2 separate regions of the Macaca mulatta genome follow, and region 1 is linked to region 2. Evidence: chromatin contacts called from public Hi-C data. All regions are on one chromosome and are shown on one strand. Each heading gives the region's core, a stretch centred on a gene start, on an enhancer-like site or on the middle of the called end of the contact. The rest is flanking DNA. Distances are from core to core; before and after follow the strand shown. Region 1 holds the start of CDC6 (cell division cycle 6). Region 2 holds the start of WIPF2 (WAS/WASL interacting protein family member 2).

Region 1 (7,118 bases), core at 302-2,801, 76 kb after region 2:
GGCGTGGTGGCTCGTGCCTATAGTCCTGGCTACTCAGGAGGGTGAGGCAGGAGAATGGCTTGAACCCAGGAGGTGGAGCACTCCAGCATGAGTGACAGAATGAGATTCTGTCTCAGAAGAAGAAGAAAAAAAGCTTCCATTGTGTGGTAACTTTCTCCATTCCTGACAGCCCATTCTCTTCACTTTTGGAGTTTTCAGCTGCTAAAAAGCCTTCACAAAATGTACTCCACCATCTCTTCCTGTTTAGAATCTGAATCTGTCTAATCATCCCCCTATGATAACGTGGTCAAGAGTTTGATGTTCTGTCAGAGTTCAGAGTTAAAATTCTAGCTTTTCCACTTACTAGTTGTGTGACCTTGGGCAAGTTTTCTCAACTCCCCTCTACTGTAGTTCCCTCATTTGTAAAATGAAATAACACCAGCTTCGTGGGGGTGCTTGTGAAGATTAATAAGCTGATGTAGGTAAAATACTGAGCACAGTCCCTGGCATACACTTAAGCACTCAATATTGCCTCTCTTCATGAACTAGGTACCAATTAACTGATGATCGTAATATTGTTGCTTTCCTCTTTCTAGGCTTTATGGCTCTATTTTATTTGTTACTGAGGGGTAAAAGATAAATGTTTACCATCACCTAGAATTGGATTCTGGCCTCGAAAGGAGCCTGAGGCTTAGATGAGTTATTGGCTTTGGAAGCTGGCCTCCAAATTACTGCGCTAATTTATATTTTTCATTAAAAACTCAGCTTGCCTCTTCTATATAGCTGTCTTCCCTGGCCCTGAAACCCTGGTGTTTCGCCATAAAAGATTTTAAAATTAAGGGGTCATGATTCTCTCCCCACGATGTGTGGATTAATGGTAAGAATGTGCACAGAACATAATATTCTTACGTTGAACGAAATAAAAGCAAAGATTTGGCTGTTTCTCATCTTTGAAGCACGAATCAAGAGATACTATGATGAAGCATAGTTTTTCTTTATATAGGTGTGTAGAACTTTACCAAAAAAATCACTAGTTCAGCCATCAGTAGATCTGGATCCTAGGCTTTTCGCTGTCACCAAGATGCTGTGACCTCTAACCTTGTATACAGGTTTGCTTTGTACCTTGCGAGGTTGAGCATTAGAGAATTAAGTAAAGTGCCTAGCATCATACCTGGTGCACAGAACCCAAAACGGTAGGTATCATGTAGCAGTTCTGAAAATCTAGCCCATCAGGATGATGCAAATGGGTGCGTTCGGCAGTGAGATGGGGAACCACATCTTGACACATCCAGTCGAAGGAAGAGCGCGGAAGTAGAGTCGCGCGGCAGCAAAGACTACGCCTCCCACCGTGCTTTGCGGCGGGGCCGGCCCGTCTTGCCCAGAATCGCCCTGCAGCGATCGCGCGTCTTTCCACCGAGGCCCCGGATGTAGAGTCCCTCCCACCCGTTCAGTGGTCATGGCCTCACAGTGACGCTGAGACTTGGGGCTCTCTCATTGGCTGTAACTCTTCTACTGGATTGGAAGCAAAAAAAGAGGCGGTGCACAAGGCGAACGGCGCCTGTGACTACAGCCAATCAGAAGCGAGGCCGGGCTTTGGCGGGAGGTGGGAACACTGTGGCCATTCGAATTTGGCGCGAGCGCGGCTGTATTTTGCTGCTGCCGGTGTGCAGTTTGTTCAGGGGCTTGTGGTGGTGAGTCCCTGAGCCTGCGTGTGAGAGACTTGAGAAGGATCCTGCACTGAGGAGGTGGGAAGGAGAGGATTGCTCGAGGAGGCCTGGGGTTTGTGAGGCAGCGGAGTTGCGTGAAGGCTGCGGGTTCCGGCGAGGCCCGAGGTAAAGTGAAGGTAAAAGAGCTGAGCTCGCTGGCGGTCTGAGGTCAGGATCAGGGAAAGGGCAGGTGCCCTCAGGGTAGTTATAGCAGTTGTGCGTGGTATGAAGGAGCTGAAAGTTGTAGGAAGGAAATATTCTGGGGTGCGTTGAGAGCTGCCTAGAATGAGGACTGAGTGCAGAGGCGGAGAGAACTGAGGGAAGACTGAACTGTAGTGTGAGGACTTGGGAGAGAAGAGACTAAATGTGGCGGATGCTGGGCTGAACTGGTGATAAAGACACCCCGCGTTCCTGGAGAGAGGGAATTAGAAGTTCTATATAAATCAATTCATGTAACTGTTTTTTTGTTTTGTTTTGTTTTGTTTTTTTGAGACGGGGTCTCGCTCTCGTCGCCCAGGCTGGAATGCAGTGGCGCGATCTCCGCTCACTGACTGCAACCTCCGCCTCCCGGGTTCAAGCGATACTCCTGCTTCAGCCTCTCGAATAGCTGCTACTAGAGGCGCCCGCCACCACGCCCGGCTAATTTTTTTTTTGAGACGGAGTCTCGCTCTGTCGCCCAGGCTGGAGTGCAGTGGCGCGATCTCGGCTCACTGCAAGCTCCGCCTCCTGGGTTCACGCCATTCTCCTGCCTCAGCCTCCCGAGTAGCTGGGACTACAGGCGCCCGCCACCACGCCCGGCTAATTTTTTGCATTTTTAGTAGAGAAGGGATTTCACCGTGTTAGCCAGGATGGTCTCGATCTCCTGACCTCGTGATCCACCCGCCTCGGCCTCCCAAAGTGCTGGGATTACAGGCGTGAGCCACCGCGGCCAGCCGTAATTTTTGTATTTTTACTAGAGACGGGGTTTCACCATGTTGGCCAGGCTGGTCTCGAACTCCTGACCTCAGGTGATCCGCCCGCCTCGGCCTCCCAAAGTGCTGGGATTACAGGCGTGAGCCACCACGCCCGGCCTATTTCAGGTAACTTCTTATTGCATCGCTCAGTTGGTTAAGAACTTGGGCTCTGGCGCCAGAATACCTGGGGTTACATACCTGTTTTTCTGTGACTTTGGGCCACTGTTTATCTCAGTTTTCTCATGTGTAAAATAAAGGCTAATAGTAGTACCTACCTCTTTAAGATAGTTGTTAAACGAATTAGTACCTAAAGTGTTTATAACAGCGGCTTCCACGTAGTAGGTAGACAACAAATGTCAGTTGTTCTTGCATAGATTTGGATGTGAAGCAAAACTGAATGCTAAAATATTGTGATAACATAATTTACTTAAGAAATAAGTGTTAATCATCAGTATAAATTTATTTATTCTCTTCACTTTCACATATTGACTAGTTGTCCTGTTATTTTTTTTTAATCTAGCTGTGCTGCCATCATGCCTCAAACCCGATCCCAGGCACAGGCTACAATCAGTTTTCCAAAAAAGAAGCTGTCTCGGGCATTGAACAAAACTAAAAACTCAAGTGATGCCAAACCAGAACCGACAAATGTTCAAGCTGTAACCTGTTCTCCTCGTGTAAAAGCCCTGCCTCTCAGCCCCAGGAAACGTCTGGGTAAACCATCCATTATATCACTTTTTCACTAGCAGCTCGTGACCTTTCTTTTCTCAGTAAGATGTGTGTCCTTTGAAGGAGCTTTCTAAGTTCAGTTAAGACTTTTTTTTTTCTTTTTTTGAGACAGTCTTGCTCCATCTCCCATCCTGGAGTGCAATGTTGCGATCTCAGCTCCCTGCAACCTCTGCCTCCCAGGTTCAAGCGATTCTCCTGCCTCAGCCTCCCAAGTAGCTGGGATTACAGGCGCCCACCACCACGCCTGGCTAATTTTTTTTTTTTTTAGTAGAGACAGGGTTTCGCTATGTTGGCCAATCTGGTCTCTGACCTCCTGATCTCAGGTGATCCACCTGCCTCGGCCTCCCAAAGTGCTGGGATTACAGGCGTGAGCTACCGCTCCTGACCCTAAGACTACTCTTCATTTTAGTTATTTTCAGAATGGTTGCTAAGTGCTTACCAAACTCCAGAGTTAAGCCACTTACTGAGGTCACTTTCTGAACTACTTAATAGGTCTGATCTTCAATTCCTTAATGCTGAACTTAGTTCTGTCAGTGTTTTAAGTTACCTTGTAGTTACACGGTATTATGAAATTTAACCTCAATATTTGTGAAATTAAAACAAAAAGGTGACATGCTGGATATTTTCCGTCCTTTAGAACAGTGGTTGGTAATTCTTTCTTGTTTTGGAACATTTGTTTTTAAATGGAGGGGTGATTTGGTTGTTTCTGGAGACATGTTTGGTTGTTACAGCTGGGTGTTGCTACTGGCATAGTGGGTAGAGGCCAGGGATGCTGCTAAACATTACAATGCACAGGACAGCTCCTTGACAATGAAGAATCATTTGGTTCAAGATGTCAGTGGTGCCAACATTGAGAAAACCTGTTTCAAAACAGCCTTACAATTTCATCCTGGTAAAACCCGTTTGGTTTCTACTAAATGCAGTAGTCCTCACTTATCTATGGGGGATACATTCCAAGACCCCCAGTGGATGCCTGCAATTGAGGATAGTACCAAACCCTACGTATACTGTGTTTTTGATCTGATAACCAAGTCAGCTACTAAGTGACTAGTGGGTGGATAGCATATACAGTGTGGATATGCTGGCTGAAGGGATGATTCATGTCTCTGGTAGGATGGTGTGGGATTTCATCATGGTACTAAACTGCATGCAATTTAAAACTTGTCAATTGTTTATTTCTGGAATTTTCCATTTAGTATTTTCAGACTGAGGGTAACTAGAACGGTGGATAAGGGCACTACTGTAGTAAGATCAGTGGTGCCATCTGGTGGCCAATATTTGCTGCTAAGTGAGAAGGCATTTTACGTTGGTGGTTCTAAGGTAGAAATTCACCTCTTTCTGGGAGAGGCAGAGGTCTTGCACATCCTTTTACTATCCAATGCTATGACTGACTACATTTTGATTTTATTATGTTTCAGGTGATGACAACCTATGCAACACTCCCCATTTACCTCCTTGTTCTCCACCAAAGCAAGGCAAGAAAGAGAATGGTCCCCCTCACTCACGTACACTTAAAGGACGAAGACTGGTATTTGACAATCAGCTGACAATTAAGTCTCCTAGCAAAAGAGAACAAGCCAAAGTTGACCACAACAAAATACTTTCTTCAGTTAGAAAAAGTCAAGAGATCACAACAAATTCTGAGCAGAGATGCATATTGGAGAAAGAATCTGCATGTGTGAGACTATTCAAGCAAGAAGGTTTGTTCTTCCATGGCAACTGTTAGTGCAGCCATTGTAACCAAGGCTGATGACTCCAAATGAACCACCCAGTGGGTCTTCTCAGTCACCTTCTGTTGTGTCTAATTGACCTTTTATGTCTGGCACAGGCACTTGCTACCAGCAAGCAAAGCTGGTCCTGAACACAGCTGTCCCAGATCGGCTGCCCGCCAGGGAAAGGGAGATGGATGTCATCAGGAATTTCCTGAGGGAACACATCTGTGGGAAAAAAGCTGGAAGCCTTTACCTTTCTGGTGCTCCTGGAACTGGAAAAACTGCCTGCTTAAGCCGGATTCTGCAAGACCTCAAGGTACATTGAGAGTCTGAATTATGATGCTCTTGGTAAATGATATTTGGGTGTTTTGTTTTTGAAACAGGGTCTCACTCTCTTGTCCAAGCTGGAGTGCAGTGGTGTGATCTCGGCTCACTGCAGCCATGACCTCTTGGGCTCAGGTGATCCTCCCACCTCGACCTCCTGGATAACTGGGACTACTGGCACTCACCACTACGCCCAGCTAATTTTTTGTAGAGACAGGGTTTCACCATGTTGCCCAGACTTGTCCTGAACTCCTGAGCTCAAGCAGTCGGCCTGCTTCAGCCTCCAAAGTGCTGGGATTACAGGTGTAAGCCACTGTGCCTGGCCAGCACTTAGTTTTTAAGAGTTAAGAAAGAGGGCTAGGCACAGTGGCTCACACCTGTAATCCCAGCACTTTGGGAGGCCAAGGTGGGCGGATCACCTGAGGTCAGGAGTTCGAGACCACCTTGGTCAACATGGTGAAACCCTGTCTCTACCAATAATAGAAAAAAAAAAATTAGCCGGGTATGGTGGCAGGTGCCTATAATCCCAGCTACTTGGGAGGCTGAGGCAGGAGGATCACTTGAACTTGGGAAGCAGAGGTTGCAGTGAACTGAGATTGCACCACTGTACTCCAGCCTGGGTGACACAGCAAGACTCCATTTCAAAAGAAAAAGGAAAAAAAAGAGTTAAGAAAGAGTAGGCCTGGTGTGGTGTCTCACGCCTGTAATTCCAACACTTTGGGAGGCTGATGCGGGTGGATCACCTGAGGTCAGGAGTTCAAGACCAGCCTGGCCAACAGGGCAAAACCCCATCTCTACTAAAAATACAAAAATTAGCTGGGTGTGGTGGTGTATCCCTGTAATCCCAGCTACTTGGGAGACTGAGGCAGGAGAATCACTTGAACCTGGGAGGCAGAGGTTGCAGTAAGTTGAGATTGTGCCATTGCATTTCAGCCTGGGCAACAGAGTGAGACTCTGTCTCCAAAAGAAAAGAAAAGAAAGAGTAGAAGTTTCGAAGATTGAAGGTTTCTTTAAAACAAGACATTTGTAATTTTGTTGTTTAAATCTTTCCAAATGAAAGTAGAGCTTCCTTACGCGCTGTTAGCTCTTCAAAGACATTTTAGGCTCTATCAGATCTTTATTTTCTGAGGCCAAAATAACTACCATGTTTGCATTTTTTTTCCAGAAGGAACTGAAAGGCTTTAAAACTATCATGCTGAATTGCATGTCCTTGAGGAGTGCCCAGGCTGTATTCCCAGCTATTGCTCAGGAGATTTGTCAGGAAGAGGTATCCAAGCCAGCTGGGAAGGACATGATGAGGAAATTAGAAAAACATATGACTGCAGACAAGGGCCCCATGATGTAAGTATTGTTCTGCTTCATGTTGCTCTGTGAAAATCTACAAGGTCTGTTGCCCATAAAAAGTACATTTTGTATATTTGCTCTCTGAAGGATAGTTACATAAGCTTAAAGGGAAAGAAGAGAAAGAAGATACACCTAATTTTAAATTGGATTACTTGTAGATGATGTGGAGTATCCTTGTAACAGTAACTAGAGATAGGATAGATTATGATCTTTAAACTGGTCTGAGCTTTAGGAAAGTGACCTGAAGACAGCCTATACCAAACATTAGAGGGTTAGGAAGGTGAATATGGATTCTAACTGTTTCTCTTTTTATAGTGTGTTGGTATTGGATGAGATGGATCAACTGGACAGCAAAGGCCAGGATGTATTGTACA
Region 2 (7,573 bases), core at 2,215-4,714:
TGAAACCCCATCTCTACTAAAAATACAAAAAATTAGCCGGGTATGGTGGTGGGCGTTTCTAGGCCCAGTTACTCAGGAGGCTGAGGCAGGAGAATGGTGTGAACCTGGGAAGCAGAGCTTGCAGTGAGCTGATATTGTGCCACTGCACTCCAGCCTGGGTGACAGAGCAAGACTCTGTCTCAAAAAAAAAAAGAGAAAAAAAAATTTAAAAATTAGCTGCGCGTGGCCACCAGCGCCTGCAGTCCTAAATAGCAGGCTGAGGCAGAAGGATTACTTAAGCCCAGAAGTTCAAGACTACAGGCCGGGCGCAGTGGCTCATGCCTATAATTCCAGCACTTTGGGAGGCCAAGGTGGGTGGATCATCTGAGATGAGGAGTTTGAGACCAGCCTGGCCAAGTTGGTGAAACCCCATCTCTATTAAGAATACAAAAATTAGGGCTGGGCGCAGTGGCTCACGCCTGTAATCCCAGCACTTTGGAAGGCCGAGGCAGGTGGATCACCTGAGGTCTGGAGTTTGAGACCAGCCTGGCCAACATGGTGAAACCCCATCTCTACTAAAAATACAAAAAATTAGCTGGGCATGTTGGCAAGCACCTGTAATCCCAGCCACTTGGGAGGCTGAGGCAGGAGAATTGCTTGAACCTGGGAGGTGAGCTGAGATTGCGCCATTGCACTCCAGCCTGGGCAATAAGAGTGAAACTCTGTCTCAAAACAACAACAACAACAACAACAACAACAACAACAACAACAACAACGAAAACCAAAAATTAGACAGGCGTGGTGGCAAGTGCCTGTAGTCCCAGCTACTCGGGAGGCTGAGGCAGGAGAATGGCGTGAACCCAGGAGCTGGAGGTTGCAATGAGCTGAGATCGCACCACTGCACTCCAGCCTGAGCAACAGAGTGAGACTCATTCTCAAAAAAAGGAAAAAAGAAAAAGACTGTAGTGAGCCATTACTGTGCCACTGCACTGCAGCCTGTCTCTAAAAGACCCTGTCTCTTAAAAAAAAAAAATGTGCGTTATTGGAATGTGCCATGATTCTTCTTGCTTTGCACAACTTCTCCCTACAATGCTTTTCCCTCACTTCTTCCCTGGTCAATTCCTACCTGTCCCTCAAGTCTCACTTAGAATTTGGGTATGGCCTCACTTAGTTACTTTTTGTTTTCTTTCTTGAGACAGGGTTTCACTCTATTGCTCAGCCTGGACTGTATTGGCACAATCATGGCTCAGCCCAGCCTTCATCTCCCAGGCTTAAGTGATCCTGCCACAGCAGCCTCCCAAGTAACTGGAACTACAGGGTCACGCCACCGGGCCCAGCTAATTTTTTTTTTTTTTTTTTTTTTGAGACAGAGTCTCACTCTTGTTGCTCGGGCTGGACTGCAATGGCATGATCTTGGCTCCGCAACCTCCACCTCCTGGGTTCAAGTGATTCTCCTGCCTCAGCCTCCTAAGTACCTGGGATTACAGGCATGCACCAACACACCTGGCTAATTTTGTATTTTTAGTAGAGACGGGGTTTCACCATGTTGGTCAGGCTAGTCTCGAACTCCCGACCTCACATGATCTGCCCGCCTTGGCCTCCCAAAGTCCTGGGATTACAGGCATGAGCCACCACGCCCAGCCATATCCGGGTAATTTTTGTAGTAACAAGGTTTCACCATGTTTCCCAGGCTGGTCTTGAACTTCTGGGCTCAAGTGATCCCCGCCCCCGCCCCGCTCAGCCTCCTAAAGTGCTGGGATTACAGGCATGAGCCACTGCACTTGGGCCAGTTAGTTACTTTTTTCCTGAAGCCTATATCACTATCTCCCCAAGTCTGGGTGAGATGTCCCTATATTTATCCCAGTGGCTGCCCTTATCATACAGTGTAAGTGTTATAGAGCATGAGGGTTTACAGTGGGCAGTGAATGCCCTGAGGAAGAAGCATTTGCAGTAAGGCTTGAAAAATGAGGAAGAGGCAGAGGATAGCTTGTACAAAGTCCCTGAGGTGGGAACTGCCGAATGGGGTACACTGCAGTGAGTGAGGAGGGGACAGGCAGGGGACTAGGTTGAAGAGCTGGGAGGCTCTGGTAAAGTGTTTAGATGCATCATCTCCCTGGCTCCATTGCTCCACCTATGGCCATGCAGGATGTGGACAGCTGAAAATCTTTACCTTGTGTCCCTGATCCCTATGCCTGCAATGTTCCCTGCCTTCTCTGATTAATAATAAAATTCCATTCATCCTTCAAGGCCCAGGTCCAAACTATTTACGAAACCTCCTTCCATTCTTTAGCAGGAATTAATTGCTCCCTTGTCTGAAGTCCACAGCACTAATCACATGCTGACTTGTATCTCAGCTAGCTGTTTATGCCAGTCTGCCCACCAACGTAGAGAGTTCCCTGAGGGCAAAGGCTCTTAGTCACCTCTGTAGCCATCTCCTGGTGTTTAGCAGGTACTCAATGTGACATTTACTTGACTAGTGGGTGGTGCTTAGTACTACTCATGGCAGAATAGAAGGAAAACAAAAATAGTAACAATTTATGCTCTATCACGTTTCCCCATTCATTACCTGATTTCGGCCTTCCAACAACTCTATGAGACAGATGGGACAGGCACTATTAGACCCATTTTACAGATAGGGTAGCTGAGGCCCTATGGCACACAGCTTGTAAGTAATGTGGACTAAGTCTCAAACTTGTCCCCTTACTTCGGATTCTGTGCTAGGAATGGAATTAAACCAAACAGTATTTTGAAGCCATAATGGAAAGCGCTTTTCTGGGTGGACTAGGGAGAGATCTTTAGTCAGCTGTCAGGGGTTAACAGCAGCTCCATCAAGGAGGGCACAAGATTTCTCTCTCTGGCCCAAGCAGCTGGAGGAGTCCACAGCACCATCCTACAGCCCTGGAAGCTGGAGGAAACCCCAGCCCGAGAAAGAAGAGACTGGTGTTCGGGTCAGGTGGGTAAGATGACGTAAATGATGACTTGTGAGCAGAGGCCTGCCTCTGTTGCTATGACAACTGGAGCATGACTACTTGGCCTTTGCAAGGTTGGCTGAGGCGGGTTCTTCGTTAATTCGAGATTAAGGAAGGATATTTAGCGGGGAAAGTGTGTGTGTGTGGGGCGGATTAAAGACGAAAGGAGTATATTCAACAATGACTGTTTAGCTCAGTGTTCTCCACCTTGGCAACACGTTACAATCACCTGCCACAATTTCCTGATGCCTAGGCTGCACCCCAGAATTAAATTAGAATTTCCAGGAGTGGGAACCAGGCATCATAGTTATTTAAATCTGCCAGGTGATTCCAATTGCAGCTAAAGTTGCAAACCCAGGTTTTAACTGGTAAGCGGCATTCTTGTGACCTTCCCAAGATGGCGGCCACTCAACCGCTTCCGCCTTTACGTGGGCAGGCAGGGGGCGGGCTTCCCAGGGGCGCATGCGTCCCGCGTCTCTTCGCTCCCTGCTCCCTCCTCCTTTTTCCCCCGCCTCCATTTTGTTCGCGGACGCTGGGGACGGTGGGAGCAGATCCATTTCCGGGTTGGCAAAAGGGGCGGCGGCGGCGGCGAGAAAGAGAGCTTGCCGGGGGGCGAGCAGGGCAGGACGAAGCCGGAGCGTAGGCGGCGGAGGATTCGCTCCCAGAGCAGCTGTGGCCAGGTCGGAAAGAGGCCGGGGCGGCTGGGTCAGTCGCTGAAATGACCTGCGGACCTGAGTGGGAGGAAAGCCGGGGGGAGGGGGACTGGGGGCGGGGCTTGAGAAGAGAGGGGGCATTAGAGGAGGGGCCGGAGGGAGAGAGGGGTCTTGGGGGCGGGGCCTGAGGGGCGGGGGGCCTGGGGACTGAATCGGAAGAACCTGGAGGAGAGAGGGCGTGGGGAATCTGGGGAGGAGTGGTCGGGTATTGGTATGGGGCTAGCGCGGACTGGGAAAATGGGGAGGAAGGTTTTTGAGAGACAGGTAATAAGGGCTCCTGAAGGATTGGGTGAGGTAAGGCGGCAGCTCAGTGTGAGGAACGAGGTAATCGTGCGCAAAGAGGGAGACGGGAACGGAAGACCTGTTGGGAACAGCTGATTAGCAGGATGCTGTGAGTGAGGAGTCAAGTGTGACATTTTGGGGATTGAGTTAAGTGGAAGCTAGCGTTTGGGAAGATGGCTCGGGAAACTGCTTACACCAGAGGGAATCTTGAGAACATTCGTTGAAAAGGAATCAGAATCGAGTTAAAGGTCGGATTGAGAATGTTGAGAAACGCATTGGAACGTCTGGAGTTGAGGGTTCATGTTGAAGTGGTGTGAAGTGAGGGAAGATGGAATTTTTTTTTTTTTAAAGGTGGGGTCTGGCTATGTTGCTCAGACTGGTCGTCTTGAACTCCTGGGCTCAAGCGATCTTCCCACCTTGGCCTCCCAGAGTGCTGGCATTACAGGTGTGAGCCTCTGCGCCCGGCCAAGATGGAAATCTTAAAGTGTTCAGCATGAGTGTGTATGGTCGAGTTTTTGATCAGGAAGGAAAGTTCTTAAAGATAACATTGGGGCAAGGAACTGGTGTGTGATGGAATTTTTTTTTTTTTTTTTCTTTTAAGAGACGTGGTCTCACTCTGTCGTCCAGGCTGGAGTGCAGTGGCATGATCATGGCTTCTTGAAACCTTGACCTCCCGGGCTCAAAGTGATCCTCCCACCTCAGTCTCTCCAATAGCTGGGACCACAGGTGTGGCCACTACTCCTGCCTAACATATGTGTGTGTGTGTGTGTGTGTGTATATATGTGTGTGTGTGTGTGTGTGTGTTTTATTGTTGTTGTTGGAGACAGAGTCTTGCTCTGTTGTCCAGACTGGTCTAGAATTCCTGGGCTCAAGTGATCCTCCTGCCTTGGCCTCCCAAAGTGCTGGGATTACAGGTATGAGCCACTGTGCCTGGCCCAGAATTCGTTTTTGTTTTTTTTTTTTTTTGAGACAGAGTCTTGCTCAGTTGCTCAGGCTGGAGTGCAGTGGTGCGATCTCAGCTCACTACAAGCTCTGCCTCCCGGGTTCACAGCCATTCTTCTACCTCAGCCTCCTGAGTAGCTGGGACTACAGGCCCCTACCACCACACCCAGCTAATTTTTCTTTTTGTATTTTTGGTAGGGACGCGGTTTCACCGTGTTAGCCAGGCTGGTCTCTATCTCCTGACCTCGTGATCCGCCCACCTCGGCCTCCCAAAGTGCTGGGATTACAGGCATGAGCCACCACGCTCAGCCAGAATTCATATATTTTTTTTGTTGTTGTTGAGACAGAGTCTCGCTTTGTCGCCCAGACTGGAGTGCAGTGGCCGGATCTCAGCTCACTGCAAGCTCCACCTCCCGGGTTCACGCCATTCTCCTGCCTCAGCCTCCGAGTAGCTGGGACTACAGACGCCTGCCACCTCGCCCGGCTAGGTTTTTGTATTTTTTTTTTTTTTTTTTTTTTTTGAGACGGAGTCTCGCTCTGTTGCCCAGGCTGGAGTGCAGTGGCCGGATCTCAGCTCACTGCAAGCTCCGCCTCCCGGGTTCCCGCCATTCTCCTGCCTCAGCCTCCCAAGTAGCTGGGACTACAGGCGCCCGCCACCTCGCCCGGCTAGTTTTTTGTATTTTTTAGTAGAGACGGGGTTTCACCGTGTTAGCCAGGATGGTCTCGATCTCCTAACCTCGTGATCCGCCCGTCTCGGCCTCCCAAAGTGCTGGGATTACAGGCTTGAGCCACCGCGCCCGGCCGGTTTTTGTATTTTTTAGTAGAGACGGGGTTTCACCGTGTTAGCCAGGATGGTCTCGATCTCCTGACCTTGTGATCCGCCCGTCTCGGCCTCCCAAAGTGCTGGGATTACAGGCTTGAGCCACCGCGCCCAGCCCAGAATTCATATTTTTTAAAGGACTTGAATAATTTGTTATTGCTTTGGGCTCTCCCAGGGTCCCCATCCTTTTTCATGCTGTTATTTTTGCCTTACGGTTTTGGTTTTTGACTGTCTTACTGAATGTTTTTGGCTATTCTGTTCTCCTTTTACAAATCAGAAGAGAACTTCAGGGAGTAAGGACAGTTTTAGCCTACCTATGGATTTAGTAAATAACTTCAAGGCAAATTATTAAACTCTCATTTTTTTCCCTTTTGAAATATAGGTCTCATCTGTCCCTGCCTCTAAAAGTTTGTGTTAACACATGGGATCTTTAAAGTGGTTGCATAGAAGTGATGTCTGAAAACGAGACTGTGATATTGATATTTAGAAGACACACAATGGTACACCTGTCTGTAATCCCAGCTGCTTGGGAGGCTGAGGCAGGAGGATTGTTTGAGCCTAAGAGTTCAAGACCACTCTGGGCAACATAGCAAGACCCCGTCTCCCTCTCTCTCTTTTTTTGTTTTTAAGATAGAGTCTCGCTCTCTTGCCCAGGCTGGAGTGCAGTGGCGTGATTTCAGCTCACTGCAACCTCCGCCTCCCAGGTTCAAGCGAATCTTCTGCCTCAACCACCTGAGTATCTGGGATTACAGGCATGTGCCACAACGCCCAGCTAATTTTTATATTTTTAGTAGAGACAGGGTTTCACCATATTGGCCAGGCTGTCTTGAGCTCCTGACTTTGTGATCCGCCCACCTCAGCCTCCCAAAGTACTGGGATAACAGGTGTGTGCCACCGTACCTGGCCGACCTGTCTCTTAAAGAAAAACAAGACCGGGCATGCTGGCTCATGCCGATAATCCCAGCACTTTGGGAGGCCAAGGCGGTGGATCTCCTGAGGTCAGGAGTTCGAGACCAGCCTGACCAACATGGTGAAACCCGGTCTGTACTAAAATACAAAAATTAGCTGAGCATGGTGGTGGGCCCCTGTAATCTCAGCTACCTGGGAAGCTGAGGCAGGGAATTGCTTGAACCTGGGGAGGTGGAGTTTACAGTGAGCTGAGATCGTGCCACCGCACTCCAGCCTGGGCAACAAGAACAAAACTCCACCTCAACAACAACAACAAAGACAAAAAAAGGAAACATGAGTTTCTTCCTCTCAGCCTTGCTGCTGCTGTGTGTGTGTGTGTGTGTGTGTGTGTGTGTGTGTGTCTGCATGTGTGTGTGTCTGCATGTGTGTGTGTCTGCATGCCAGCCAGGGAAGAACTGGTTTTGATTTGATGCATGTTCAGTGTGTTTTTTTTTTTTTTTTTTTTTTTTTGAGACAGAGTTTCAGTCCTGTTGCCCAGGCTGGAGTGGAATGGCACAATCTTGGCTCACTGCAACCTCCGCCTCCCGGATTCAAGTGATTCCCCTGCCTCAGTCCCCCAAGTAACTGGGACTGTAGGCATGCACCACCATGCCTGGCTAATTTTTTGTATTTTAGTAGAGATGGGGTTTTACTACCTTGGTCAGGCTGGTCTTGAACTCCTGACTTCAGGTGATCCACCCGCCTCGGCCTCCCAAAGCATTGGGATTACAGGCATGAGCCACCACACCTGGCTGCATGTTCAGTTTTTAAATTCTTACTAGTGTCAACTTTTAAAAGTAAAAATTTCATATTGTGTTACATTGTGTTGGTTGCCATCAAGATGAAGATAGGGAAGTTAAGAGTTGGGGAAGGTGGAGATGAATGAAGTCAATTGATGGAGACTAGTAGAATGCAGTGTT

Evidence for each region. Hi-C and Micro-C count contacts between places; a contact is called where the count stands out from the background.
Region 1: a contact with region 2 is called in a Hi-C map of fetal cortex germinal zone, with 2.2 times the contacts expected there. The contact joins the promoter of CDC6 here to the promoter of WIPF2 in region 2. A contact is called at or near these places in 2 of 14 Hi-C or Micro-C datasets (cortical neurons and fetal cortex germinal zone).

What each region holds. Positions count from the first base shown.
Region 1 is chr16:64,669,193-64,676,310 of T2T-MMU8v2.0, forward strand. It overlaps CDC6 (cell division cycle 6), which reads left to right and starts at 1,552. Exons shown (of 12, transcript XM_015119579.3): 1 at 1,552-1,822; 2 at 3,159-3,349; 3 at 4,783-5,064; 4 at 5,193-5,392; 5 at 6,566-6,741; 6 at 7,060-7,118. The coding sequence starts at 3,172. LOC144335685 (a long non-coding RNA gene) reads right to left here and starts at 1,300. Exons shown (of 2, transcript XR_013406743.1): 1 at 1,151-1,300.
Region 2 is chr16:64,591,352-64,598,924 of T2T-MMU8v2.0, forward strand. It overlaps WIPF2 (WAS/WASL interacting protein family member 2), which reads left to right and starts at 3,465. Exons shown (of 9, transcript XM_077971589.1): 1 at 3,465-3,653; 2 at 4,545-4,669. LOC144335687 (a long non-coding RNA gene) reads right to left here. Exons shown (of 3, transcript XR_013406746.1): 1 at 7,332-7,573; 2 at 5,688-6,698; 3 at 5,153-5,369.